Regions from separate parts of the Mus musculus genome. Here region 2 is linked to region 1. Evidence: chromatin contacts called from public Hi-C data. All regions are on one chromosome and are shown on one strand. The core of a region is the stretch at or near the end of the contact, and the rest is flanking DNA. Distances in the headings are between cores, read along the strand shown.

What was found. A called contact is a pair of places that touch in the nucleus more often than the background predicts.
Region 2: a Hi-C map of cerebellum shows a contact between it and region 1, with 4 times the contacts expected there. The contact joins two enhancer-like sites. A contact is called at or near these places in 4 of 15 datasets of contacts at CTCF or cohesin (embryonic stem cells and stem cell-derived epiblast-like cells), 64 of 484 Hi-C or Micro-C datasets (the AtT-20 cell line, LSK cells, Sertoli cells and 26 more) and 9 of 115 datasets of contacts at active chromatin or transcription factors (astrocytes, differentiating embryonic stem cells, embryonic basal ganglia and 4 more).

The regions. Positions count from the first base shown.
Region 1 is chr4:142,621,456-142,625,643 of GRCm38.p6, reverse strand. No RefSeq gene overlaps it. Among named protein-coding and RNA genes, the nearest start is that of Gm42342, 8.2 kb to the left of the region's middle. Within about 2 kb of position 2,848, at least 14 of the 459 cell types and tissues checked have an H3K27ac peak or open chromatin away from gene starts, as enhancers often do. A contact at or near this core is called in cerebellum and stem cell-derived neural stem cells, where this site is marked.
Region 2 is chr4:142,878,083-142,882,378 of GRCm38.p6, reverse strand. No RefSeq gene overlaps it. Among named protein-coding and RNA genes, the nearest start is that of Gm42341, 230 kb to the right of the region's middle. Within about 2 kb of position 1,693, at least 20 of the 459 cell types and tissues checked have an H3K27ac peak or open chromatin away from gene starts, as enhancers often do. A contact at or near this core is called in cerebellum and stem cell-derived neural stem cells, where this site is marked.

The DNA.
Region 1 (4,188 bases), core at 1,599-4,098:
GGCAACCTGGTGTGATTCAGAAAGTGGGAATCAACTCAGCCACAGAGAAAGGGACTGTGAGAGGAGAGAGAGGGAGGGGGAAGGAGGGGGAGGAGAAAAAGCAGGAGGGGGAGGAAGAAGGGGAGGGAGGAGGGGAGAGAGGAAGGGGGAGAGAGGGGAGAGAGGGAGAGACAGAGACAGAGAGAGACAGAGACAGAGAGAGAGAGAGAGAGAGAGAGAGAGAGAGAAGTGTGTGAGCCACATAAAGGGGATGGGGTGGAAACATAAGATCCAGGAAAAAAAATAGAAAAATCTGTCAGTACTCAATATTATAGCATTTTCCTCCACTATAATAAGGAACTGCAGACATCTACAGATTAGGAACCTCTTTAAACATCAAAGTGGCTGGAGGAGGAAGAGGCTGGAGTGAGCTGACATCTCCGGGAGGTTTACCAGAAGGCAGGACTGATTTGGATGGAAGGTGAACAGATGACTCAGAAACAGGGAGATGAGAGGGGCCCAGGGGAGTGGAGGGAAGTGGCGTGGGTGAGCGAACGCAATAGATTCTAATCGAAGCTCACATGGTTTGAATCTTCTTCATGGTACAACACTGGAACTGAACAACAGTCTCCATACTTCTGGCTCTCACGTTTTCTTTTCTTTTCTTTCTTTCTTTTTTTTTTATTACTTTTATTTTTTTACTGTTCAGTCATTGCCCCCCTCCAAGTCTTCCCTCCCACAGTTCCTCCTCCCATTCTTCCTCCCCCTGTCTCCAAGAGGATGGCCGCCCCCACCAGACCTCTCGACTCCCTGGAGCCTAAAGTTTCTCGAGGGTTAGGTGCATCTTCTACCACTGAGGCCAGACCAAGCAATCCTCTGCTGTCTATGTATCAGCAGCCTCGGACCAGCTCCTGTATGCTCCCTGGTTGGTGGCTCAGTGTCTGAGAGATCTCAGGGTTGGGGTTAATTGAGGCTGCTGGTGTTCCTATGGGGTTGCCCTCCTCAGCTTCTTCCATCCTCCCCCTGATTCAACCACAGGGTTCTCAAATTCAGCCCAATGGTTGGGTGTAAGTATCTGCATCTGTCTCAGTCAGCTTCTTGTTGGGCCTCTCAGAGGACAGCTATGCTTGGCTCCTGTCTGTAAGCACATCATAGCATCAGTAATCGTGTCAGGCCTTGGTGCCTCCCCATGAGATGGATCCCAAGTCGGGCCTGTCATTGGACCACCTTTCCCTCAGTCTCTTCTCCATTTTTGACCCTGCAGTTCTTTCAGACAGGAACAATTCTGGATCAGAATTTTTGACGGTGGAATGGCAACCCCAACCCTCTGTTTGGTGCCCTGTCTTTCTACTGGAGGTGGACTCTACAAGTTCCCTCTCTCCACTGCTGGGCATTTCATCTAAGGTCTCTCCCATTTGAGTCCTGAAAGTCTTTCACTTCCCACATCTCCGGTACTTTCTAGAGGGCTCTCCCCCCTCCTCCCCCTCCCGAGGTTGCATATTTGCATTCATTCTGCTGGCCCTCATGGCTTCTCTCCTGTTCACCCCTTACCTTATCATGCACCCCTTTTCCTCTCACCCTCCCCTCTCCCACCTAGGTCCGTCCCTCCCTCTGCCTCCTGTGATTATTTTCTTCTCCCTCCCGAGTAGGATTGAAACATCCTCACTTGGGCCCTTCTGCTTGTTAACCTTCTTGAGTTCTGTGAATGTATCCTAGGTATTCTGTACTTTTTGGCTGATATCCACTTATCAGTGAGTATATACCATACATGTCCTTTTGGTATTGGGCTACCTCACTCAGGATGATATTTTCTAGTTCCATCCATTTGCCTGCAACATTCATGATGGCCTCTCCCGTTCTTAATAGCTAAATAGTATTCCATTGTATAAATGAACCACGTTTTCTGTATGCATTCCTTGCTCGTGGGGCGTCTGCGTTGCTTCCAGTTTCTGGCTATTATAAATAAAGCCGCGCATTTTCTAATATAGGACAAGCACCTCCTGCCTCGAAGGACAAAAGCATGAAAGTAACGACAGAGTGTAGGCCCACAGAAAGCAGTTTCTCTTCATCCATCTTGCTCTGTGTGTGTGTGTGTGTGTGTGTGTGTGTGTGTGTGTGCATGTTGTGTGTCACTATGTGAGTATGTGAGTGAATGTGTACATGTGTGTGTGTGTGCATGTAGTGTGACTGTGTAGGTACGTGAATATATGTGTGAAGGTGTACATGTGTATGAATGTGTGTTTGTGGAATGGTATGTGCATGTTTGTGAGTGTACGTGTGTGAGCGTATGTGCAGAATGTGTATATATGTATGAGTGTGTGTATCCATGGGGGCATGGGTATGAGTGTGTGTTTGTGAGTGTATTGTATGAGTGTGTGTGTGTGTGTGTGTGTGTGTGTTTGTGAATGTGTGTTTCCATGGTGTGTGTGTGTGTGTGTGTGTGTGTGTGTGTATGTGTGTGTGTGTGGTGTCCATGAAAGAGTGTTTGCACATGTTTGTTGAATGTGTGCACAGAGGTGTGTGTGTATACATGTATGCATGCCTTTAATTTCCTGCACTCCCCTTGCAACTCCCTCAGAATTCATGATAGTTACATGTTCCTTTCTGCTTTTTCCTGACATCCTAAAGGCAGGACTGAGCCCTCCTGTTTCTGGAAGTATCCCCAGGTCCTGCTTCAGAAACAGATTCCCTGTAGGTGTTCAACAGACACTTGTATGAATGGGTAGAAAATAATCCTGAAATCACATCTGACTTGAAAGTTGCTCTCAGTCTTTGAGGGGTCATAAGTTGGCCAACTCTGAAATATCCAAACTGGAAGAGGAGGGCTACCATGGCAACACACCCGTCTTACCCTTTTGTTTGTCAAGCTGGGTGGCCCTGTTCCTGCTTCCTGCCTGGCAGCGTCAGTGACCAGACTCCCCCAGGCTTTGGCCCATTTCCTTAGCTTAAATCCGGAGAAAATCAGACAGCCCCGAGCATCTGGCCCCCTCTCCTGCTAGCAGGTCCCTTCCTGAACTGTCATGTCTCCACATCATCTCCTAACCCTCCTGCCACCCTAGGGGTTCAGAGTAAGGAGGGGCATATGTGCCCAAACTGTGCTCACAGGGACCCCTGCGGCAAGTGTGCATGGTGTGTGGCATCTTTCTTCCTTCCCCTTAGCTGTCTGCAGAGACCCAAAACTCCCATTAATGGGAAACAGACCTCGTGGGCAAGTTTGAGAGAGAGGAAAGCTGACCTCTGCACTCTTTCCCTAATCAGATTAGCAGAAGATAAATTGAGGGTGACACTTCCTTCTTTATCTCTGATACCAATTCCAGTTGATTGGTATCGGCTGCCTAGATTGCTGTGTCATGAAGGAATCGGAGGCTGGGGCCCCAGCGAATCAGGACAGCGTATTGGGATCGATTGGCAATGTCTGCCGTGGGCATGGGACAGTGAATAGAGCAACTCAACTCGCGGCAGAATATCAGCCACAACACTAGGTGGACGCCCTGTTCGCTCCGAGTAATGGAAGGCCTCAACTCACAACACAAGCACACAGCTCTGCCTGAGCATGGGGAATGAGTGGGCCGGGTTTGCACAAGCGGAGAGGGGAGGAGGGGTTAGGGGCTGCTGTTAGGCAGGCTCTCCTCTCCCTGCACACTTTCATTCCTCTCCTTTTCTTTCTTGCATCCATCCGATCCTCTGAAAAACAGCCATGAGAGCGTTTGTTTACACTCCAGAGTAGCACATGAGGCATTCTAAGAGCCGAAACAAAGAGTCACGACCACTCTCCAGACTCAAACCTCTGGGTCCGAAAGGTGTTCCAACGCCTGAGTCCTAGGGCCAATGAGCTTGTAGCAGGTGCCCCATGAGCTTGCGTGGTAGAGGGCAGAGGGCATCTGTTTCCCACAAAACATCTCTGTAGCTCAAGGATACAAAGTCTACTCCATCATTAGTTTTGAAACACAAGGTTTCCATCTGTAACTTTGCCTTGTCTTGAACTTGCTATAGAGACCAGGACTCAAACTTACAGAGATCCAACTGCTTCTGCCTCCTGAATGCTTGGATTAAAGGTGTGCACATCTTTAATCCCTTTGTCTCTTTGAATCAAGGCCCCACCCCCACCCCTCGCTGGATGCTAGGGCCTGTGTCACTCCACAGAGCAGAGCATAGTGATGCAGAATTGTCTGTATCCTCCCCCCACCATCTCCCTCCACTACCAAGTAC
Region 2 (4,296 bases), core at 444-2,943, 260 kb before region 1:
AAGGGACTTAGGGTGGATTGAGGAAGACATCGAGCTTAGCTTAAGTGGAACCACCATCTTCTTTGATCTGAGGGTTAGAAGCAGATCGTGTGTGACTGCCCCGTGGGAGTGGAGGTGGCTGTCTGCAGGACGGGGCTGGGCTCCTCCCCCATGATGGTGCCACGCTGGGTTCTCTTCTTGTCCTTCGGCATACTGCTCTCTGTCCTCAAGTCTGTGTTGTCATATTTCTTACATCTCTTAATGGCATTTATTTATTTAGTGTGTGTATGTTGGGGGGGGAGGGGGAGTGTGTGTAGAGGTCAGAGGACGGATTGTATGAGTTGGGTCTCTTCTTCCATATGTGGGTACTAGAGACAAAACTCAGGTTGTCAGGTTTGGTGGCAAGACCCTTTACCTGCTGAACCCGACCTCTCTCTCTCTCTCTCTCTCTCTCTCTCTCTCTCTCTCTCTCTCTCCCTCTCCCTCTCCCTCTCCCTCTCCCTCTCTCTCTCCCTCTCCCCTTTCTCATGCCATGTGTATGCCATATATGTGCAGGTGCCCACAGGGGCCAGAAGATAGCATCGGATCCACTGGGTCTGGCTTTACGGGCAGCTGTAAGCAGCCTACTGTGAGCAGGGAACTAAACTTGGATCCCCTGGAAGAGCAGCAAATGCCCGTAACCACTAAGCCATCTCTTCAGCCCCGTTCTCCCCGGTTCTCCCTGATCTACTTTTCTTCTGGTGCCTAGCCATGAGATCCCTGCTTGTGGGTAGCTGAGGCTCCCAGCAGTGTAACTCAGCTGTTTCCCGACTGCACCCTGTCTACCTGGTGACACACAGCTCAAGGGTAACAGGTGGCAGAACCTTCAAGTTCTGTCTGAACATTGAGAGGCTCATCCCAGCACTGTAGAAACAGCTCAGCTAGACATGATGCATGAGGCTGATATTAGGGTCTGATCTATTAGGCTCTCTGTGCAGAAAAAAAAAAAAAACAAAAACCTTGCTATTTAAACAGATTACCCATATTATAGATTAGGAAGTTGACACCCAGAGAGGTTGAGTCGCTTTCCCAGAATTGCACAGCTAGGCAATGAAGGGCTAGGATGAAGACAAAGGCATCTGGATGCAGCAGAAAGAGAGGAGTCATTTTGCTGACAATGTCTGCTTAATCTATTGTGTGCCCTTAAGTACCCCAGCCTTTGCTCTCTTCCAAGGCTTGTCTTCCTCCCCACCCCCACCCCCACTCCACCCCTCACTGCATTTTCTTTTATTTTTTATTGGTTATTTACATCTTTTTCCCCAATTTTTTATTAGGTATTTTCTTCATTTACATTTCAAATGCTATCCCGAAAGTCCCCTATAGCCCCCCCCCCCCCCCGCACCTGCATTTTCTGATCTACTATTGCTAACAGATATATCAGAGGGGCCTGGCCCTTCTTAACAGCAATGTCAGGCTTTTTTTTTTTTTTTCCCTCCAGAGCTGTGACCTTGGGAGAACACTATCCTTTCCTGACCTTGGTGTCCCTTGTGATTTCATAAGGACTATAGGGGAATTTTAATAGAATTGCTAATGGATGGGCTTTCAGGGTAGAGAATTTAATAACCATAGAGCAAAGGCCTTGGGATGTCTGTCGGCAAGGGCAAGAGAGCTTGGACATCTGGGTTTAAGGGATATTGTCCAGTGTCTGCCCCAAGAACACCATGAAGTGTGGTAGATGGCCAGAAGGGGGCACTCTTCCCTTACCACTCAGCCTATCCTCAGTGTGGTGCCTGCCCCAACCAGGAAGAACTGGAAGCACAAATTGGGGCTTCTTTCTCTTTGAACCTCAGTGCCCCAGCCTGGTCTGGCTGTTAAAGCCTCAGCCCTGACCCTGGGAAGATCTGGTGCCCGACCCCGAGAAGCCTATGCAGCAGATGGCCTGTAACATGGGACATCACACAGGGTGACTGGATTTACCCTGTCTCATCTGCTTAGCAGGTGTCAAATAGGAAGCTCAGCTTGCTTCTGCAGGGCTTGGCTCCCCCTCCCCCCTCTATGGTTGTCTTTTATCCTGCAGGAGCAGGTCCTGGCATAGAAGTTTCCTAGCTTGAGCAGGACATAGTCAGGCATCTAAAACCACTCCCTCCCCTCCTGCCCAGAGCTCTCTGGAACCCTTCATATCCCATTTGTCCAGATGGTTTACCAGTACTCTCTGCCCAGCTCCTGGTATCACTGTCTTGTGACTCCTGGGGCCTCTCCTTCCTTCCCCTTCCCTCCTCTCTGCCTCCAGCATCTGCACTCTCTGCTCTAGCATCCACTGCAGGAACACGTCCCCAGGGTGGGCTCTGTGCAAACCTCAGACTGCAAAGTGGATTAATGAGAACTTACAGAGCCCCGCTTCCTCAAAGTGATGACTGTTGAGCTAGACCCAGAATCAGCATCTTTTTTGATCTAACATTTATCCAGAGTTTACTACAGGCTGGAAAATGTCAGGTGCTCTCTATCTTCACTCTCATGAGCTACAGGCAAACATACTGCAGCTTTTTTTTTTCCCCAGTTTTACACCCTACCCTGTTTCTTTGACGATGACCATGAACCAGAGAGGCAGAAATGCTTCCTTGGCTCTGAGCCTTGAATCTAGGTTGGTCACATATAAATTCCACTCTTCTCATCTTTAGCTGGTCCCCCTGGATCCCTCTGTGATGCCTCTGGTTTAGTATAGCAAAATATACAGACAGGGCAGCTCAGATCATAGGTATTCACTGCTCATCGTTTTGGAGGCTGAGAGTCCAAGCCAATGGTGGTGACCCTCTCCCCTTTTTTGTACATACGAGGGCTAATCTTGACTATCAACATATATCACAGATCTAGAATCACCATGGAAATGAACTTCTGGGTAGGGTATGCTTCTGAGGTCATTCCCAGACAGGTTTAGCCGAGGGAGGAAGGAAGACCCACCCTGAGTGCAGAAGCACTATTTCATGGGCAGGGGACCTGGAGTGAAATAAAAGAAAGGGAATGAGCTGAGCACCAGCATCCATTTCTCTCTGCTTCCTGACTGTGGGTGTGATGTGATGGCTGCCTCACGTTCCTCTACGATGGACTGTACTCTCAAACCGTGAGCCAAACGAACCTCAAGTAGCCTCTTATCAGGCATTTGGTCCCAGTAATGGGAAAAGTATGGGATACTGTACATCAAGTCTCTCTCTCTCTTTCTCCCTCCCCCTTTCCTTCTTCCCTCCCTTATATTAAGTCACTAATCCCATCCTGAGAAGCCTCAGTCCTCAGGGCTTCATGTATCCCCCCCCCCCCAATCACCTTCCTAAAGCTACAGACCCAAAATCCAGCACCTTTAGGGATGGGCAGAGGACTTCAGTATATGAGTGGGGACAGAGCATGGTGCAGTCTATACGACTGCAGTTATGTCGGGGAGGCTCAGTAGCCCCAGGTCTCACCCTCTAACTCTAGAGAGGAAAGGCACACAGATAGAGGGGAGAGAGGAATTAGGAAAATCCCCGAACCTTAATTTCTTTTCCTTCTTTCTCTGAAGCGCAGAGACTTAACAAGCTGCAACCAACTTCCCTAAATGACCAACACCCACCTACATCCCTGCCTATCGGGGCTCTAGCATTTGTATACCCTCTAAAAAGTTGTTGTCACCTGGGAAACACTCAGAACCAAGGAGCAATGGATGAGCCCAGGTCCCACTAGCCAGATGGTGGGCACACATAATTTTTCAGTGTTGGGCTCTCTGCTGTCTGCAGAGAGGTTCAATTTATAACGTTGGCATTGGAATTATACTGTCCACTTTTCTACCATTTTAGAACCTGACCCCAGGGATCAGGGGACATAGAGCCAGGTCCCTATGAGATGAGGTCACCACGGGAAGCATAGCTTGAGAGGATGACCACCAGATAGCCACATTCTCCTCTGCAGTTTCCCAGACCAGGGTGGAAACCCAAGGTTTAGCTTCAAGTCAACAGATCTGACTGCCTACCAGGAGCTAGACACTTACAAAATGCTGTTTAATCTTTTTTTTAAAAAAAGATTTATTTATTTATTTATTTATTTATTTATTATATGTAAGTATACTGTAGCTGTCTTCAGACACCTCAGAAGAGGGCATCAGATTTCATTATGGATGGTTGTGAGCCACCATATGGTTGCTGGGATTTGAACTCACGACCTTTGGAAGAGCAGTTGGTGCTCTTAACCGCTGAGCCATCTCTCCAGCCCATGTTTAATCTTTATAAACACGAGAAATAAATTAATTAGAGGTGCTGAGGCCTCTTAGGGTTTCCTTTTGCATATATGTGTGAGAGTGAATGTATGTGTGTG